Regions from separate parts of the Oryza sativa genome. Here region 1 is linked to region 2. The links are chromatin contacts, called in public HiCAR-type maps. All regions are on one chromosome and are shown on one strand. Each heading gives the region's core, a stretch centred on a gene start, on an enhancer-like site or on the middle of the called end of the contact. The rest is flanking DNA. Distances are from core to core; before and after follow the strand shown.

Region 1 (4,786 bases), core at 954-3,453, 170 kb after region 2:
CCGCCGCCCTCGACGGCCCCACGTGGCCGAGGAGCACGGCTGGGACCCACGTCTCCTTCTCCTCCTCCCCAATCTTCCCGCCTCCTTTTCTTCCCCAATCCGGCGACACGGCGGTGTGATCACGGTGAGGCAACGCGCATGATCAGTCGAGGGAGACCACAGTGAGGGAGCAGGGAACCCGCTGCGGTGCAGGTGAACGATGAGTTCAGAGAGGCCGCGGTCAGCGGATTCGGCAGAAAGCAGAGGAGGAGTCGAGGAGACCCGCAGGGCTAGGAGGCGAAGGCGAGTCGACGAATACAGAGCGTCTCCCTTATCCAGTGTCGTCGCCTCGTTGCCCGCCGCCGCCGTCTCGTCCCCCATCGCCGCGTCGTGGCCGCCACCGCCTCACCGCCTGTCGGGGAGTGACCCTCTCTAGCGGGTGATCGAGAGATCCCCTTTTGTGAGTTCGGCCGGGGGCAGCGGGTGAAATCCGAGGTTTTCGAGACAAAAGAGACACAAGGGATTTATACAGGTTCGGACCCCTATGAAGCGTAATACCCTACTCCTGTGTGTATGATGATTCTTCTACGCTTGCAAAGCCTCCGAATCTCCGATATATAAGCTAGGGTTAGAGAAGCTTTTGCTCGGGGATCCAGAGTTCGATCCGAAGTTCGATCCCTCCCCCCTTCCCGCTAGGTATGGTCCTCCTTTTATACTCCAAGGGGATACCACAAGTGCTGCGAGTGCTAACTAGGGAGAAGGGAAAATATTCTCTATATTAGTTGCATGTCTTGTGCCTTAGCCCAGAAGCTATTTGCACGTCGTATGCTGCGCGGGGCCCATCAAATCATGCAGGGCGCCCTTGTCATTCGCCATTCAATGGATGAGGACTTCCGGGTTCCCGTTCGCACCAGGAAACGGGAACCCGGGTCAGTTCAGAGTGGTTGGACCAGCTCTAACTGGGGTAAGAGGCTGTGAAGCCCCTCATTATTATGATGGGATGGGATGGAGCACGCCGCACGCCGCCTGACAAACTGATCAGGCGAGGGTACACAGCCGCCGTTCCATCGGTCATTCGACCGGTCACGGACTGTCACAGATCGGTCGTACTAATGTTTTATCGGGGTGCTAGCCGATAAGTTATCTGGACGTTGCATCGGCTCATAAGGATTACATATATATACAAGTTGGATCTAGCCGATTGCAACAAAGGTTTCACAGTTTAATCTAATCTGTGGATTTTATGGCATCGGACCTCCGGTCGATGTACGCTTTAACCTTTGGATCAGTGCTTATTTTATCATATCATTGCTAGCCGATTGGTTTCTACTGAACTATATTATTGTTATATTTTATCGTCATCAGCCGATTGCCTTTATATCATTATCTATATTGGACATATAGCCGATTGCTTAAACCCTATCGCTATCGGATGGTATCGGCATCGGCTATTATCGGCTATCAGCTGGAACTACTCGATCGGCTTGTCGGCCGATCGGCTGTTTTGATCTACTATTTGCACATCTTGTCAGTTGCAGGGTCAAACTGACTGGCACGCCCGTATCTCATTAATCTTTGGACCTGCACTGGAGCTAAGCAGATCTCCCAGGCCGGTGTGTTTGATTTTTTCGTCAATAGTTTCACACACAAATTAATAAAAAATGGTGGGCCCCACGTGTCATTCTCACCCATCCTCTTCTTCCTCATCTTTCCCCATCTCACCTCTCTTCCTCTCTCTCTCTCTCCCCTCTCCTCTCAGGCGCGATGGAGAGGGAGCGGCGTGCGGCGGCGCCGGCGGGAGAGGATGCCGTCGAGGTCGGAGGGCGGCGTGGAGGATGGTGGAAACGAGGGCGGGGGCCACGATGGTGAGGGCATGACGGACTCGGGCCACCACGCCTCTGTCCCCTCCGGCCACCACGGCGGCGGCACGCCCTTCTCAAGCGGAAAGCGGCGCTGCGGCGGGTCGTAGTGCTGCGTGAGCGCCGAGAGCAACGAACCCAGCGTGGTGTACTGCAACTCGTGTAGGAAGTGCGGCGCCGACGTCGTCGTCGCGTCCCCGGCATGGCGTGGTCGGCCTGGTACTTGGCGATGGCGGCCAGGCCGTTGCTGTCGAAGCGGACCTTCTCCTTCCACCAGGAGCGGACGTTGTCGGAGGCGCTGCTCACCGGCTTGCCCTTCTCCGGGATGATGCCGTACACGAACCCCTGCGCGTTGCACACCTCCATCATTACTACTGCTAGCTAGGTACGTACGTTGTCGACGAAGACCGTTCCGAAGTTGCCGACGATGTTGATGATACCGAAGACGAGTCCCCCCGAGCTGAGCATGGTGAGGTAAGAGCCCTTGAAGTTGCCGCCGACGGGGCCGCACGCCTGAGCCCCAAAATTTTTAAATTAATTTATGTGTTAAACTGATATGTGGGTCCCACAAGGTTTTGTTTTTCTTAGATCAAATTGCCACATCAGATAGAGACCGAGTCAAATTAGCCACGTATGCGCCACGTCAGCCAAAACCACCGTCCAAACCGCCGAGGGACCTCATGGTGTTTTGGCAGTTGAGGGACACGTTGTAACTGGTTTTATGGTTGAAGGATGAAAATAGGATTCGTCGATAAGGTAAGGGACCTCAGATGAACTTATTCCTTTTGTTAACTTGCATGCATACTCCGGTATGAACAGCCAGCCCACCTGATTAATGGACCTGGGCTGCCATGTGTGTTCTGAATGATGGGCTCATTGCAGACATCTCTAGCTGGGCCTCAACTTGAAATCCAAGAACTGCCCAGATTCATAATTAGTCTTCAAAAATGAAATTGTGAACAATTCTTGCTTCTTCTTGTTGTTACGAAGGGAAGTACTAGTCTCTTTTACTCCAGTTGATGATTGACATGAAGGATATAACCACAAGATGAAGCTAACTTGTGCATATCCTGAGCTGCCACCCGAACACAAACTTCTTATCAACATTCAACAATATTAAGTGCTAAAATTGGTCACAATTAGACACAGACATCACACATGTGCATGCCAACAATTGGCAGCAATATGAAATGCAAGGGAAAAAATAAGTATCTTTATTATTGCTACATGTTACTATTACTCATAGTTCACTCTTTCCTGTCTAAAATGGTTTTAACTGGGGATGCAGTTGTCAGGGATACAAACAATTAATTAATGTTATGGTAGCTGAATGCAGGCAAGTTTTTACAGGTCATCCCAACTCCCTCTTACAACACCATATACACAATAATTTCGACAAAATGATGAGGTTATTGATTGATTTCATCTTTTTTTCCTTTTAATATATGATCATCCCTTGCTCCTCACAGAGGGTGTAGCAGCAGGTAATACCTGCCAATGTCTGTTGCAAGGTGCTACATTTAATTTGGAGTGCAATCTGATCATGGACCAATTGTGCCGGTGTCGAAGTACAGTGTCGTCCCGGAGGAGGATCCTCCGGTGACCCCCTCCATGAGCGCGAACCGCATGTCCTCCGATGGCTTCCAGTGCCTCTTCCTCTGGTTGATGAACCAGTTGTTGATCTGCTTCGGGTCGAGGCCAGTCATCGCGGCCAGCCTCACCTTATCCTCTTCCTGTGAAAGATCAATTGGAAGACAGAGTCCCAGGTCAGTGTGGGTTAGAGGCTTTTGTGTGTCGAAAAGGCGTTTTCGCGACATTACCGTGGGGTAAGGCCAACGGTAATGTGTGTTCCACCAGTCCATAAGTGCCGATCGCGCGTCTTTCGGTAGTTTCCCTTTCTTCCTCTTCTTCAAGAACTCGGACCGGAGGCGGCTGAGGCAGCCACTGTACTTCTTGAGCAACATCTCTTTGAGCTCATGGTCAGCCAAGCGGGAGCTGTGTTCTTGCCCAAAATCTGCTGCATCGGCGTCTCCTGAGCACGGCTCATCCTCTGAAGACCCCACCATTTCATCTTGCATATAGACATGTTACAAATCAGGGGCAGTTTGAAATAAAATGTCATGTATAAAATTAAGCTCAGATTATGTGGCAGGATTACAACATTAACCATGAAAAGCAGCAGTCTCTTCACAAACCGAACAAGAGCCCAATCATCAGTAAGCAAGATAATGAAGAGATTCCAGAGAATCGGCTGTTTGCAGTGCCATAACCAATGAACTATCAGACTTACTAATTACTAATAACAGGCTGTTTAGGGAGGCTACAGACAGAATGCTTCTTAAGTTATCTCATGAATAGGCAAACAGAGTTACTTAAGTGCTGATTTTTTTTTTTTTTGCCTTACACTATATTGGACAAGATATTATCAGAAACAAATGTAGTCAGATGTTACATTGCTGAATATCCACATATTCTCTACGATTTGCGGTGCGTAAATGTTGGATAATATTTTCTTTTATGACTTGACACGGTGAGTCAATGGAATATGCAGCAGCTTGTCTAAAATAGGATCAAAACCAGTTTAATACAATTGAACAAACACTAAAAAAATGAAGTACAATCCATCACCAGAACTGCGCAGTGTGGGAATACTTTAGAATATAAGAATGCAATTCCCGCAACATGATCATTAAGTCTTATAAATACAAACATTTGAATGAAAACGACACAGATAATGCACTGTGCCCCTGTCCATCGTAATCCTCCATCACCCATTTTAAGTTACCATTTTATCAATGTCAATCTTTTTTGCTCATTTCCATTAAATATGCAGTGTTCCATGCCAAACCATCTTTCAGGTCATAGTATTAGCTTAGCGCACCCTTTAACAATTATCAAGAATTATTCTTTTCGACCATAAAATGTGCATCAGGACATTTAGTTCTGCT
Region 2 (5,511 bases), core at 2,296-4,795:
TCTCTCACACATTTTGTTCATGGTGGCTGTACATGATTTTGTATTGAACTGATTTCTCTTTTCATAGATGAGAAAATTTCTCTCTTTTTTTTTCTACTACAAACATTCAACAAGAAACCAACCACATTGATTTCATTCAATTCTTTCGATAATGGAAGCATAAGTGCATAACTAATTCTTTCGATAATGGAAGCATAACTTCTTGCCTCTGCAAATTGCAATTGAATGGTCCATGCCATATCATTTTATCGTGTTTGAATTTTCACAAGTGAAATTTCAACAAATTGCGTGTGAATTGAAGAGAGCAGTTGGTTGTTTGGTTGGTCTACATGGTTATACACAATGCAAGCACAACAAAAGGAGGCCGTTTACTTTTCTCCCTTCTCTCTGCATTCACATCGGTTTGGTCGTGGATCCTGTACTCTTCCATGATCAATATGTACTCTTCTTCCTTGATCCTTATGCAACCCACACTAATCATGATGGGAAGACCATAATTCAGCAAGAGAGCAAATGCCATTAATCAATTGTGAGCTGAATTTGTTAGGACACTCTAACTCAAGAAGATGCTGTACATTTAGAGTGACAAAGCTCCTACTAATCTTCAGAGAATAGTTCTATTAGGGATTACATTAGCGCCATTAGGCCCTAGTAAACAGTAGTGCCGACAAATGCTATCTCCACATTTCATAGAGAGGTAGTAGTATATTATATTAGTACAAATGCATAGGGATTTAATTACTGTGATCTTTGTCCCTGACATAGTACATTATGGTCCTACTCCTACCTTACACAACATTGCATTTAAATTGCATTTTGTCCATACAGGAACATTAGAGGAGAAGAAAATGGCCGCATCCATATGGTTGGTGAAACAAATCCTTCGTCTTGTTGCTTTAAATTGCATTTCAGCTTCAGTTATACTATCTATCTACTCTATCTAATGTAGGTATCCCCACATTTCATGCCCATCATGCTTGAAAAGAAAAGGAAAAAGAACATCTTTTGTTTTTCTTAAAGACTCAATATATCTTGAAATGGATAGTGGAGCAGGTCAAAGAAGATGCACAGTGTTGAAATTTTCAGAAAGCTAAAGCTGGTAGTATGTTTGTCAGTGAAATGTAGTAAAGGTTAGTATCTAATGATTGAGGAAGAACAATCATTCGATTTGAGTACGCAAAAGCTTGTGCCTTAATAGCACTCCCTCCTGTAATCCTGTTCCACAAAAAAGCAGAGATATACTGCAGAAAAACAGTCTCTTCAGATTATGGCTCACTGAACCTGCAAAAATCACAAACAACAAAATGCTTAATCTCTGATGAACGGCATGAACCGCAGCTGATAATATCACTGTCAGGACATATGATCAATCAGCTTGGTCTGGAGAAAAACAGTCTCATCAGATTATGGATCACTGAACCTGCAAAACCCACAAACAACAAAATGCTAATCTCTGATGAATCACTACTGACAATATCACTGTCAGGACATATGATCAATCAGCTTGGTTTTGCCATCACCAACCATGTCACTTTCCATTTGGCACTCACCTTAATTAATTAATCTATTGTCAAGGTATGGGAACACATGACCTTTTCTTTGCAAGCAGCACTGCAGCCATGCTGGATTGCAGTATATAATATGAATCTTTTTTAGCTTGCAAATTAGCCTCCACTTTACACAGAGCTACTAGCAAGATGAGTAAGAAACAGCTGGGCATGTCAAGTGAAATAATGCAGCCGACTTGAGGCGGCCAAAAGTTATTCAGCAGAAAGCTCAAAAGCGGTTGTGAAAAATGAGCTTTGACGAAACTTATGCCTTTCCATTGTCGTGAGCTCATGATTCTGCTTTTGCTGATGGACGCATTTGAATAGCCAAAACCGAAACTTCGTCCCCTCGATTAGTTTGATTTGATGGATTATAAGTGAAGGTTATCTGAATTCTGGAGATGTCTTTTTCCAGCTCAAAAGTGTTTGTTTTATTAATCTTTTTCTTTCTTACCGAATATTGTTTCTAGCTGCAATTTTTCTCTTAATCATATGTTTTTTCATCATACTTATACTTATACATGATGTTCCTGCAGACTTTAAAAAATTGTCTTGAAAGGATCTTGCAAATTTTATAGCATATATATAATATAATATAGAGTAATAGATTAAGCGTTAATTTCTAAGTGGGTTTCTTATGGCCTTATGGGCCATGATTTTTGGACTGGGCTGATGATGTTCAAGGCCTACAGATGACTGTGCCCAGTGGGCCATTTGGGTCCATGTTGTATAGGGCCTGTTCACTTTGATGCCAAAAAAACCATACCAAATTTTAGCATTGCCGAAATTTTGGTAACTGTGTCAAAATTTTGGCAGGCAGGATTTCTTATATAGTTACCAAAATTTGGCAGCAAACTAAATGTAGCCACTTTTTTTGGCAACTTTACCAAAATTTGGTAAGGTTGAAAATGACATCAAAGTGAACAGGCCCATATAGATAGTTCCTTTTTTTTTTTGAGATGTGTTGTATAGATAGTTCAATTGCCTATCTCTCTGTTCCACTTCCTCAAATTTGACTTGAGAGTCCATGGCAAATAATAAAGAGCACTCCTATTTGGGTTCTTTTGATCAAATTTGGTTTCGTTCAGGTTCAAACAGAAATAGTGAAACAAGTGAAGTTGTTTGACATTGCTTCCAAGACTGAAGAAAAAGGATGGTAGAAAATAAAGACTAAGTAAATTATGATGAATGCTTTTTGTTGGTTCCAAGTCAATGGTCCACAATTGCGGTTAGAGAAGAGAAACAAATCAAGTGGTGATAAAATGATTCTTTTTTTTTTCTGAAATAATCCACAGACAACTCTTTACATTGTTTGATAAGAGCAATTTTTTTAAGAACAGATAATTTATTTTGTTATTTCCTAATATTTTAAAATTCTAAGCAGATATTATCATATAAATATAGACATTTAATATGTACTAATCCATCATTGTAACCTACTTCCTCCATTAAAGAAACCAAATCCTAGCTATGTGTCTGGACATACACTATATATATAGTTAGGATTTTTTTTTCATAGCAAGAGTATACTACAACTTTTGTCCTAAAATAAAGTTATTTTCAACACAACACTCGGTCCCAAAATGAGATGTTTTTCATCAAAATGAATCCCAAACATTCTTTATTTAATTTATTCACCCACTTTATTTTTATCAACAAATCACAACTTTCATTAGATTATTTTCACCTAGTTTCTTAATATTCTGTCCATACCAAAATACTTATATTTAAGAAGGGAGATAATTATAGGGGTGGCGTGTGCACTTATAGGATGAGTTTGTAATGCGTTTCTTTTATGTTAAAAAAAGAGAGATGGAGGCAGTAGTTTTGTATACAGCTTACAAAGTCGTAACAAACTTCTACCATCGATGATGTCCCGTTACATTATCTTCATTAATTAATTTATATAAATACCTACGTTAATGGCTAAAAACGGTGGAGTATCAAATCAAAACAGACTACTACAAATTTATCTTTTCTCGAACGAAAAAAAAAAGCGATAAAAACCATCTCATCGAGGAAGAAAGCAACCCACGATAACCCTCTTCTTCTTCTACCCATCTCGCCGTCGCCGCCGCCGCCGCCGCCGCCGCCGTCGAATCGATCGAAGCCCAGCAGCGAGCGATGGGGCTGGACTACTACAAGGTGCTCGGCGTGGGCCGCGGCGCCACCGACGAGGAGCTCAAGAGATCCTACCGCCGCCTCGCCATGAAGCACCACCCCGACAAGAACCGCTCGCCGCACGCCGACGACTCCCTCTTCAAGCAAGTCTCCGAGGCCTACGACGTCCGTACACCTCCCCTTCCTCCATCGCCGCCGCCGCCGCACTCCACCTTTCTCACTCACCCACCTCCTCCTCCTCCGCCGCCGTGCAGGTGCTCAGCGACCCGCAGAAGCGCGCCATCTACGACCAGTTCGGCGAGGAAGGCCTCAAGGCCGGCGCGGCGCCGCCGCCGACCACCTCCTCCTCCTCCTCCCACGGCGGCGGAGGAGGCTTCCGCTTCAGCCCGAGGAGCGCCGAGGAGATCTTCTCGGAGATGTTCGGGGGCGCATTCGGCGGCGCGGGGCCACGCGCCCCCGGCGCCGGGTTCCCGGGGTTCGGTGGGTCCCCCCGGGCAGGGGAGACGTCGGCGACGAAAGCTCCGGCGATCGAGCGGCAGCTGGCTTGCAGCCTTGAGGACCTCTACAGGGGCGCCACCAAGAAGATGAAGATCTCTAGGGATGTCCTCGACGCCACTGGGTGAGACAGATTTTTCTCCCTTTTTTTTCTATTCAAATCGATTCAAATCAAACAGATTATTGCTTAGAGTTCCTTGTAAAAATTGGCATTGCTGTTAATTTGTTGTGTATTTGTGATCTTGGTGAGCGAGTCTGCGAGGTTAGGCAGTAGCAGTAGCACCCTTGGTAACCAGCTCTTCTTGCCTCATAGCATGCACCTACTAGTTCTAGACTGCCATTGTAGATAATCTAATTTTAGCCTGCCATTGATTCTTAGATAATCATGTTGCTCTAGATTCCAGCCTGACATTGTACATAATCTAATTTTAGCCTGCCATTGTAGATAATCCTGTCGCTCTAGATTTTATTCTGTCATGCTCCAGACGAGTAACCTCATAGCGACCTTTATGTTCTAGACGTTATTCTGTCATGCAGTGAACCAGCGGCCTCATTGCAATTGCTGATTAGTTAATGTATAGCACAATGTAATGGTAGGGAAGACGGAGTAAAGGGGAGGAAGGTTGAGAGGAGAGGAAGATTGAGGGTAGTACACGAGAGGAGACATGAGAGAAGGTGAGGACATTGCAATAGTTGCTTAGCTTGCCTGATGTCCTCATGGGTTATGCCACTTCACATTTTCCTGTATGTTTGCTCCATTGAGATGGCATAAAAATGTGCAAGCATTAGTGTGCTTCAATCCATACTTCATTACTTCTGTTGAGTATAGCCTCTTGGTGCTTAATCTAATTTTGAACGATAACTGATATGACTGAACCCTAGCTCTTTGGTGTGGCTCCATGTAGCCTGATGTAAACTTCGTATTTAGCGTTAACCTTGAGCTCCATGCATCATTTATGTGTAGTTGGAAATAGATTATTTCAGTAACGGAGGAATGCTTTTATGGTCTGTATTTATTGTAAACTGCATAAACTGTTCCACGTGTTGAGAAATCCGATCTACATCCAGCTCAGCATGCTGCTAGTGTCCTCTTGTGTTATGGTTTGTTTGAGATAATAATAAATTCTACCTTTACAACCTTTCCAGCTTCATAAAGAATCCTTCTCAATAAACACTTTCTGACATTGCAGCTACGGAGCTACTACTGTATAATGTATAAACATTAAAATAAAGTAGCATTTTAATATTTTTGTGCACCCTGTTTGCCTTTTCTGGTACTGTTTGTAACCAATATGTCAATATTCGTCAGCTAATGTACTTGCTGACAAAAAAAAGTATTATTTCCACT

The links. HiCAR-type assays count read pairs that join an accessible place to other places.
Region 1: a HiCAR-type map of leaf shows a contact between it and region 2, with 2.1 times the contacts expected there. The contact joins the promoter of LOC107280899 here to the promoter of LOC9268635 in region 2. A contact is called at or near these places in 1 of 15 Hi-C or Micro-C datasets (seedling) and 2 of 4 datasets of contacts at active chromatin or transcription factors (both in leaf).

The regions. Positions count from the first base shown.
Region 1 is chr5:1,734,845-1,739,630 of ASM3414082v1, forward strand. It overlaps LOC107280899 (protein ETHYLENE-INSENSITIVE 3-like 2), which reads right to left and starts at 2,204. Exons shown (of 2, transcript XM_015783014.1): 1 at 2,055-2,204; 2 at 1,735-1,950. The coding sequence starts at 2,204. The coding sequence ends at 1,735. LOC4337701 (homeobox protein knotted-1-like 10) reads right to left here. Exons shown (of 5, transcript NM_001420127.1): 4 at 3,659-3,909; 5 at 2,970-3,571. The coding sequence ends at 3,380.
Region 2 is chr5:1,563,130-1,568,640 of ASM3414082v1, forward strand. It overlaps LOC9268635, which reads left to right and starts at 3,546. Exons shown (of 3, transcript XM_015782028.3): 1 at 3,546-3,833; 2 at 3,923-4,287. The coding sequence starts at 3,672. It overlaps LOC9266041 (putative serine/threonine-protein kinase-like protein CCR3), which reads left to right. Exons shown (of 1, transcript XM_015781830.3): 1 at 1-85.